2 separate regions of the Sorghum bicolor genome follow, and region 1 is linked to region 2. The links are chromatin contacts, called in public HiCAR-type maps. All regions are on one chromosome and are shown on one strand. The core of a region is the stretch at or near the end of the contact, and the rest is flanking DNA. Distances in the headings are between cores, read along the strand shown. Region 1 holds the start of LOC8061666 (ervatamin-B). Region 2 holds the start of LOC8061664.

What was found. HiCAR-type assays count read pairs that join an accessible place to other places.
Region 1: a HiCAR-type map of leaf shows a contact between it and region 2, with 3 times the contacts expected there. The contact joins the promoter of LOC8061666 here to the promoter of LOC8061664 in region 2. A contact is called at or near these places in 1 of 4 Hi-C or Micro-C datasets (leaf mesophyll) and 1 of 1 datasets of contacts at active chromatin or transcription factors (leaf).

What each region holds. Positions count from the first base shown.
Region 1 is chr2:18,531,674-18,536,375 of Sorghum_bicolor_NCBIv3, reverse strand. LOC8061666 (ervatamin-B) reads left to right here and starts at 2,445. Exons shown (of 2, transcript XM_002461916.2): 1 at 2,445-3,089; 2 at 3,313-4,127. The coding sequence starts at 2,540. The coding sequence ends at 3,905.
Region 2 is chr2:18,315,636-18,320,791 of Sorghum_bicolor_NCBIv3, reverse strand. It overlaps LOC8061664, which reads left to right and starts at 1,673. Exons shown (of 2, transcript XM_002461914.2): 1 at 1,673-2,241; 2 at 2,403-3,048. The coding sequence starts at 1,846. The coding sequence ends at 2,930.

The DNA.
Region 1 (4,702 bases), core at 1,196-3,695, 210 kb before region 2:
TATGGGCTGTAACTTGTCGAAGCAACGTTGGTTGGTGATTTACCCAGGCTGATGGCACGTGGGAAAACACCGCTCACAAAAAGGAGATATTTAACTGTATGGCCATAGAAAAAATACATCTTGCTTTTACATGACTCTTTTTATTTTGAACTTACTTGTATGATCCTAAAAAGAAATTTTCTTCCTTCTATGGCCTTCCGTTCTTTTTTGGCACTTGACGGTGTTAAGTCAATAGTAAAATGACTATTTTACCCCTAGTGAAAAAAATACAAAGTTTTGTTTGTCTGTTGTACATTTTAAAATCTATTTGTGTAATACTACTACAAACTTACCTGTACATTTTAAAATATATCTGCGTAATATTCTAAACTTACATGTACATTTTAAAATTTATTTGCGTAATATTACTCCAAATGTATAATAGACAAATAAAACTCCACTTTTTTTTGCCAGGGGCAAATTGGTCATTTTATCCTTGACTTAACACTGTTAGGTGTAGAAAACAGACAGAAGACTATATAAGGAAGAAAATTTTATTGAGGCCATACAGGTAAGTTCAAAATAAAAAAGACCATATAAAGAAGATGTATTTTTTTTTGGGGGGCCATAAAGGTAAATAGCTCCAAAAAGAATGAAAGAACAAACAAGTTGTCACGTCGCACTCCACTCCAAAGTTCTTTTCTTTATATTAGCTAATAAACCATTTTATTTTTATTTGAGGAATGTTTCTATTGCTTGGATATCTATATGTCCCAACAAGAAAAATAAAAAAATGTTTCACAAAAGAAGGGGGTTGAGGGCATGTAAAAGAAAAGAGAAATTATGTGTTGAGGGCATTGGTAACTAAGCCATGTAATGATAGAGAAATTGAAATCTTGCAAACTAAGTCATGTAATAATCTAGCAGATTTATGCACAAAATCCCTACCATACTCCGCATTTCGTAAATGTGTTGAGGGCATTGGTATGAGAAGGCTTAAAGATTTACGAGAATCAGGGGGATAATCTCTATAAGTAGAACCTATTTTCACTATACATTATACTCTTTCCTTTATATGAGTTTTACTCTTCTAGAGTTTTCTCATATAAAGTTTTAAATGAGGTAATAGTTACACATAGTAAATGCCATATTATCTATTTTTCCTCACAGAGGTTTTTCGAGGGTAATATATGACATATTGATCTTTGATCAAAGTTTTTTTAGACTATGTCTTTGGGAATACCCAGAGGGTCTATAAAATTGGGAGTAATATATATCATGGTGTTTCTTCTTATTTTTTCCACTCGATTTTAAGGAGTTTTGCCTGGTATATCGATATACTTCGGTTTTTTCCCTTAGGGTTTTCCAAAGCTACAAGACATTGATTGATGAACAAACAAGGATGCCTACACAAGATCAATTGATCAAGGGGGAGTGTTGAGATTAATTAGGATAATTAATTAGTGATCAATTATTGTAATTCTTGTCATTAGCAACTGCTAATGACGGTTCACCAGTAGGCATCACCGATAGGCACCTTTTCGCTAGAAAGCAACTGCCAGATGTATATATACATTACTGTTCATCAGAATAATACACATGGTCATTTTTCTCATCGACCACAACTTTATCTAACAAGTAAGTAGCGTTTCTTTTTAATGGCTAAACCTACCACATTAATCCTATACTATGATATTGTAATAGACTAGCGATCTAAAGCTATCAAACGATATATGAAAAATAAATAAAGAACCCATCGCATATATAACAAGTCTAAAAAAAATGTGCATCTTAAACGCATATATTATAAAAACAATTAAGATTCCAATAATTTTATAAAGATTCATACGAAAAGAACAAGTTTCATGTGCATATACACTACAAAGGCAAACTTCTCTAGTAGTGCATGTGCACATAAAATTTGTTCTTTTAGGCCTTGTTTAGATGTGAAAAATTTTTGGATTTCGCTACTGTAGCACTTTCGTTTGTTTATGGTAAATATTGTCCAATCATAGACTAATTAAGGTCAAAAGATTCGTCTCGTAATTTACAGTCAAACTGTGTGATTAGTTTTTATTTTCGTCTATATTTAATATTTCATACATATGCCGCAAGATTCGATGTGACAGAGAATCTTGAAAATTTTTTGGATTTCGGAGTGAACTAAACAAGGCCTTAGTATGCTTGTTATAGATGGGGTTTGAATAGTTTTCTTATAGATGTATTATGGATGTGTATCATTTCAGTTTTTTCTCTCAGGTATGTTTTTCTAGTGGGGTTTTTACAATTCTGCCGAGAAGAGATGGTTTGCACAAAATATTTTTCGGAGCATCATTGAACTGGTGTGGTGTGTCTGTCTGACTGGCTCTAGCTTTGTCAGCACAAGGGCCGAGGTGCATCAAGACTTGACTTGTCCGTCCCCTCTCCAATCACAGTTGTGTACGTATATCCATCTCAGCACCACTCGTTTATATATGCATCTCCATCAATCATTTGTCTCATCCTGTTACCATTAGCGTGTAGACCAACCGCGGGCTAGGCCGACCAGTCCCGATCATCCATGGCGTCCTCCTCCAAGCGGTCGCTGCCATGCGTGGTGGTCCTCCTCCTCGCTGTAGTCTTCCACCATGGCTGCTCGTCGGCGACGGCCCACAGACCGTACGCCGGCGACATGGGGAGCAGCACCGACGACAACAGCCCGATGATCGAGCGGTTCCAGCGGTGGAAGGCGGCGTACAACAAGTCCTACGCCACGGTCGCCGAGGACCGGCGGCGGTTCCTGGTGTACGCGCGCAACATGGCGTACATCGAGGCCACCAACGCCGAGGCCGAGGCCGCGGGGCTCACTTACGAGCTCGGCGAGACGGCCTACACCGACCTCACCAACCAGGAGTTCATGGCCATGTACACGGCGGCCCCCTCGCCGGCGCAGCTGCCTGCCGACGAAGACGAGGACGACGCCGCGGAGGCGGTGATCACCACCCGCGCGGGGCCTGTTGACGCCGTCGGCCAGCTGCCGGTGTACGTGAACCTGTCCACCGCCGCGCCGGCGAGCGTGGACTGGCGGGCCAGCGGCGCCGTGACGCCGGTGAAGAACCAAGGCCGATGTGGTATGTACAGTAGAATTCCGTAAACTAAAGAGCATCATCATCATGTCATTCCGTACTGGCAGTCACCAGTCATTTGCCACCTATTATTGCTCTGATCAGCTGTCCCTAATAACCACATGCTTTGTCGTCACTGCGCAAAACACATGCTTTTGCCTGCATCTGCATGTGCTCCCCAACCCAACACATGCATGAATCGGAATCGGATCGTCGGATCGTGGTGCAGGGTCGTGCTGGGCCTTCTCGACGGTAGCGGTGGTTGAAGGGATCTACCAGATCCGGACGGGGAAGCTGGTGTCGCTGTCGGAGCAGGAGCTGGTGGACTGCGACACGCTGGACGCCGGCTGCGACGGCGGCATCAGCTACCGCGCGCTGCGGTGGATCACCTCCAACGGCGGGCTCACCACGGAGGAGGACTACCCGTACACGGGCACCACGGACGCCTGCAACAGGGCCAAGCTCGCCCACAACGCGGCCAGCATCGCGGGGCTCCGGCGAGTGGCCACCCGGAGCGAGGCGTCGCTGGCGAACGCCGTGGCGGGGCAGCCGGTGGCCGTGTCCATCGAGGCCGGCGGGGACAACTTCCAGCACTACAAGAGGGGCGTCTACAACGGGCCGTGCGGGACCAGCCTGAACCACGGCGTCACCGTCGTAGGCTACGGGCAGGAGGAGGAGGACGGGGACAAGTACTGGATCATCAAGAACTCGTGGGGGGCGAGCTGGGGCGACGGCGGATACATCAAGATGAGGAAGGACGTCGCCGGCAAGCCGGAGGGGCTCTGCGGCATCGCCATCCGCCCGTCCTTCCCACTAATGTGACGACATGCATGATGTGCATCCTTTTTTCTTTTTTTTTTCATTTTACGTAATTAAATAGTCAGCATATGACCAATCGAGTCAAACGTTTTTATTCCTGCTATTACGTGTACCATCAGTACACTTGTTGTAAATAATAATCCACGGCACCTCGCGTGTAAACCTTTTATTCTTGTGTGAAAACGACTTCGATATGGAAATGAATTAGGTATGTACGATGAGTCACTGTCAATCGTCATTTACTCGCTTCAATAGACAACATCAAGCGCTCATTATGAAATGCGGAACAACATCAAATTTGGTGGTTGATAGTACCAAGGTTCTGTTTGGATCAACTTTAAATTATAGCGAAGTGATCGATCGAAGCATACCATACCATACCAAACTAGCAGGAAGCCCACGCATTGCAGCAGCAGGCTGCCGAGTTCAATAATATTCGCTCCATACTCACAGAAGTTATTTAGGACAAAGACATGGTCCCTAAAGTCTAATTTTGACTTCTTATTTTTATAAAATTATTTATCAAAAAGTGGTATACATATATTTTTATGAAAGTATGTTTCAACACAAATCTATTTATATAATTTTCACATTTCCAAATTCAACAACTTAAAAATTATTCATAATTTATATTGCTAATAATGTTTAACTTAAATCTTGTCCAAAATGATTTTCTTTATGGATATAGAGGGAGTATTACCATGCTGTGTTAGGAGTTACTCAACCCAACTAAAAATGGTTAAGTATTATAAACACGAAACTGAGCATAAAACACAACACAAAACTGAGCCGCAGGTTGT
Region 2 (5,156 bases), core at 424-2,923:
AGCTCATGAGACAAAAGTTTGCACCAATCTTCTGAGGTTCTTTGTGAACCAAAAAGAAAAACAAAAAATACTCTTCCCCTTCAACTTTGAGTGAGTTATATAGTTATTAAATGCATGCATATTTTATTTTAATAATTATTACTCGAGACAAGTTTTATATAGTTATATATAGGCCTGACTATGTATATGTGTGTAAACAGCTTTCACTGGATACTCATGGTCATTGAAATTCCCAAGAACCGGTTGATAATCTTTGACTCAATGAGAAAACCACAAGAAAATTATCAACAAATGGTAAACATTATTCAAAGGTACGTAATGTCGATCTCAGCTAGAAGAATATCATAATATTACTCTGTAATTATTAGTTCATGATCCACAATGGCTGTGTGTAGGGTTTGGGAAAGATTCATTGACCGTGAACATCTCAGTGGATGTAAAGCGTCGCTTAACATAATACATCCACAAGTAAGTTCTACTAGCTAGCAAACTTTCGCTAACTTTTAGCCTTCTTATTGTCGTGGTCGTGAATATTATATATATATATATATATATATATATATATATATATATATATATATATATATATATATATATATATCGTACAGTGGTGTTTAAGACAAGAAGGGGAACAATCTATGTGCATATTACGTGTGCAAATTCATGATGGCACAAGTCAATCAAACACCCACAGAGACGCTCAGAGTACGTTACATGTCTCTTTTCATTATCTCCTGAATTATATTGAATAACTTAGATAACTAATACCTTTTTTATTTATTTCAAATTAAAGACGAAATGGTTGAGGGAAAAGGTCATACAAAAATACCGAATCAAAGCTATCCAAGAGACAATAGCAGGATTTCTCCACGAGCAAGTGATCAATCCAAACGGCGAGTTTTCACTTCAACGGCAACGAAACTCTTATTCCAAACAACGATGATCATTTCTATCGTTTTTAGACATTGGGAGAAAAAACTCTATGTATATATGTGTTACGAATTTTGTACTTATAAAACTATATATATATAAAGCTTTTTACATATCTATTTAATTTTTGATGTGGCCTATTCATTTTATTATAGGCAAAGCTTAATTATAAAGCTAAGCCTATAATTTTCATTTATATATGCTTAATATGCGTGTAATATAAATATATTATTGTATCAGCAAAAATATATATTGAAAAACCTATTATTATTCTATATAAAAATAATAAACAGAACCGAAAAAGTAAACCAAAAAAAAGAAACCCTTAACACCGGTTGGTAAGTGTTAAAGGGTCCTGCAACGTGGCAGCCCTGGCAGGACCCTTTAATACCGGTTGGTGTTAAGGGGGGGCTTTAGCCCCGGTTTCTCGAACCGGGACTAAAGGATGAACCTTTAGTCTCGGAAGAGCAGCATCGGCTCGGAAACCGGGATAATAGGCCCTTCCGACTTGTGTTCATGCCCGAACGTGTGCCAATGGAATTAACCTCGTTTCGCCACTGGATCCTTGGCGCTTCCTCGTGTCTCACCCGTGTCGTTCCCAAATTTTCAAAAGACTGTCCCCCTCAGCGCTCCAAAAGAAGAGAAGACTGTTTAAGTTTGGTTGACGACGACTTGCAGGATGCCACAAGCCGAGAGAAACGGCAAATAGTGTACTTTTTTTTTTCCTTGAAAGATGTCGGCAAAAATAGTAGTAGACGAGAGCAAAGCTGCCCTGGACGCTACAAATTCCTTCCATCGAGCTGTTTTGCACACGGGCACAGCGAGCCACGTTTGTGCGTAGGCGTACGTGAGAGCTATAGCCAACTCCACCCAAAGACTGGCCTAGATCGACGGAGTGACGGACGTACACGGATCATGATGCTGCTCTCACACTCTTCGTCTACAACCACCACCACCACCACCACCTGGCGGCTAGCAGCCGCAGCGCCGCCGCCGGCTCGCTCCAGGCGCGCGCGCCTCCTGCCTCCACGCGCGCGGGCCGCCGACACGACGACGGGCGTTTCTGGCGCCGCCGACCGCGCGGCCGAGGCGCTTCTCCAGAGCGGGCTGCGCCCGGAGTCGCTGCCGCGGCACGTCGCGGTGGTGATGGACGGGAACTCACGGTGGGCGCGCGCGCGGGGTCTGACGCCCGCCGACGGCCACAAGGCCGGCGGCCGCAACCTGGAGCGGATCGTTGGCCTCTCGCGCGCCTGGGGCATCCGCGCTCTCACCGCCTTCGTCTGCTCCCGCGAAAACTTGAGCCGCCCCAAGGTACGGCCCGCCGCTGCCGCCTTCGTTAACAGCTTAGCTCTCCCTTTTCAATACTTGCATATATATATATATATATATACACACACACACACAAATACTTCGCGGACGAGCCTGACACGTACGCACGGTTTTCTTGTTTCCTCGATCGTATGTGCATGCAGGCTGAGGTGGACTACATGATGGGTTTGTCGGAGTGGCTGATAGGCGACAACATCGACAAGCTGTCAAGGCAGGGGATCCGGCTGCAGGTCATCGGCGACGCCACACAGATGCCAGCGTCTCTGCGGAGCGCGGCGGAGCAAGCCGACGAGGCGACGCGGCACAACTCGCAGCTGCACGTGATGCTGGCGATCTGCTACAGCGGGCGATGGGACATGGTCCAGGCGTGCCGGGAGCTCGTCCGGGAGGCGCAGGCGGGGCGGCTCAGCCCGGACGACGTCGACGAGTCGCTGGTCGCCGGCAAGCTCGCGACGAGCGCCGCCGGCCACGGCGAGTTCTCCTGCCCTGACCTTGTCGTCAGAACCAGCGGCGAGCTGAGGCTCAGCAACTTCCTGCTGTGGCAGTCGGCGTACTCGGAGTTCTTCTTCACCGACAAGATGTGGCCGGACTTTGGGGAGGCTGAGTACCTGGAAGCGTTGCGCTCCTTCCAGGCCAGAGATCGGCGATTCGGTCAATCAAAATTACTCTAGAGCCTTGTTTAGTTCCAAAAAATTTTGCAAAATCGACACTGTAGCACTTTCGTTTGTATTTGACAAAAATTGTCCAATTATGGACTAACTAGACTCAAAAGATTCGTCTCGTCAATTTCGACCAAACTGTACAATTAGTTTTTATTTTCATCTATATTTAATACTTCATGCATGAGTCTAAAGATTCGATGTGACGGGGAATCTGAAAAATTTTGCAAAATTTTTTGAGAACTAAACAAGGCCCAGCTCTCCGAGCCAAAAAAAAAAAAAAAGGTGTCGATGTCGCGTGTAATAGTAGGCAGCATTTGTTCAATGAACACGTGACTTTGTGTGGGAAAAGCAGAATCACACATCAACCGGTTGTTGTTTCTGTCCTCAACAGGAGAGATTTTACAGCCGTCAGATCTTCGGCCGCCATCATTTCTATCGCTCACATCCGGTTACCATCTGGGTGCTGCTGGTTTGTCTGTGTTCTGCCACTGACAAGGCACGGGTGGAGCCTCACCTCAGCTGTAGAACTGCTAGTTATTCTCTTGCTTCTACCAAAATTTATCCCAAACGAGGCTCACGTGGAGCTTTTTCGTTTTTGGCCGGGCTGCGCGTAGGAATCAAAACGATATGGATATTTTCTGACTATATTTGGACCGAATTCGTTTAGAGATATTTAGATCTATCTGTATTCGAGTCTGAATATTCAACATCTAATACCGTATCCGTATCCAAATACTTAAATCGTATATTTATGATGTCCACATGCAATCGTATCTTATCCGATATGATTGACATTATTCGTATTTGAATCTAAATCCAAACAAAAATATGAAAATAAATATAATATTAATAATATTTATTCGTATCCGATCTGTTTAGTTCCCAAAAAATTTTACAAATTTTTTTAGATTTCCCGTCACATCGAATCTTTAGATACATGCATGAAGTACTAAATATAGATAAAAATAAAAACTAATTGCATAGTTTGGTCGGAATTGACGAGACAAATCTTTTGAGCCTAGTTAGTCCATGATTGGACAGTATTTGTCAAATACAAACGAAAGAGCTATAGTGTCCATTTTGCAAAATATTTTGGAACTAAACAAGGCCTAGTTCCGAAAAATTTTAGGAAATGGACACTGTAGCACTTTCGTTTGTATTTGACAAATATTTTCCAATTATGGACTAACTAGACTCAAAAGATTCGTCTCGTCAATTTCGACCAAACTGTGCAATTAGTTTTTATTTTCGTCTATATTTAATACTTCATGCATGGGTGTAAATATTTGATGTGACGGGGAATGTGAAAAATTTTGCAAAATTTTCTGGGAAGTAAACAAGCCCTAAGTGAGGTGGCGCTCACAAACTTCGTACATTCAATATATAACCAAATCTGTCAAGCAACCTCTGCTTTCTCCACAGCAACATGGACCACTAAAGGCACAGAGAAAAAGAAGAACCTAACGAAGCCGGGCAAGCCGTCCCGGCGCAGCGCACGTCTAGCAGTCATTGCTTGGCTGCGTGGTCATGCACAGAGCAGTGCTCATGAAGAGGTTGAGCATCACACACGAAGAAGGTGAAACTATGGAGATGATCTTGCTGCGCGACGTCAAGGCGCTGGTGGAACTTAGTGGCCTTCACGGACCAGCCATGTCGCGGTAGATCAGGACGTAATTCTTCCTTTGCAGCATCTGCGTTGTTCGGGGACTGGTAAATGGTCTTGTCGGAGATACTGGATGATTAAGAAGTCAGAGCTGCTCTTTTTCTGTTTGTGACAAGCTCGACACTGAGAACATGCGGTGGACACTGTTGATTTTTGTGTTACCTTGTGTGTAAGTGGGTTGTCATAGATTAATCGTTAGGGCTTTTGTGTTCTTGGAGGGTCTATTTATTAATCTATGCGTTTGTAATACTAGCAAAACATGCCCGTGCGTTGCAACCGGAGAAAAAAATATCAAATTTATATCTATATCTCTATTACCTAGTTATATATATCTATATCCAGGCCTTGTTTACTTCCTACCAAAAACACAAAATTTTTCAAGATTCTCTGTCACATCGAATCTTTAAACGTATGCATGAAGTATTAAATATAAATGAAAATAAAAACTAATTACACAGTTTGGTCGAAATTGACAAGACGAATCTTTTGAGCCTAGTTAGTCCATGGTTGGACAATAATTACCACAAACAAACGAAAAAGCTACAGTGTAACGAAATGTTTTGGTTGAGGAA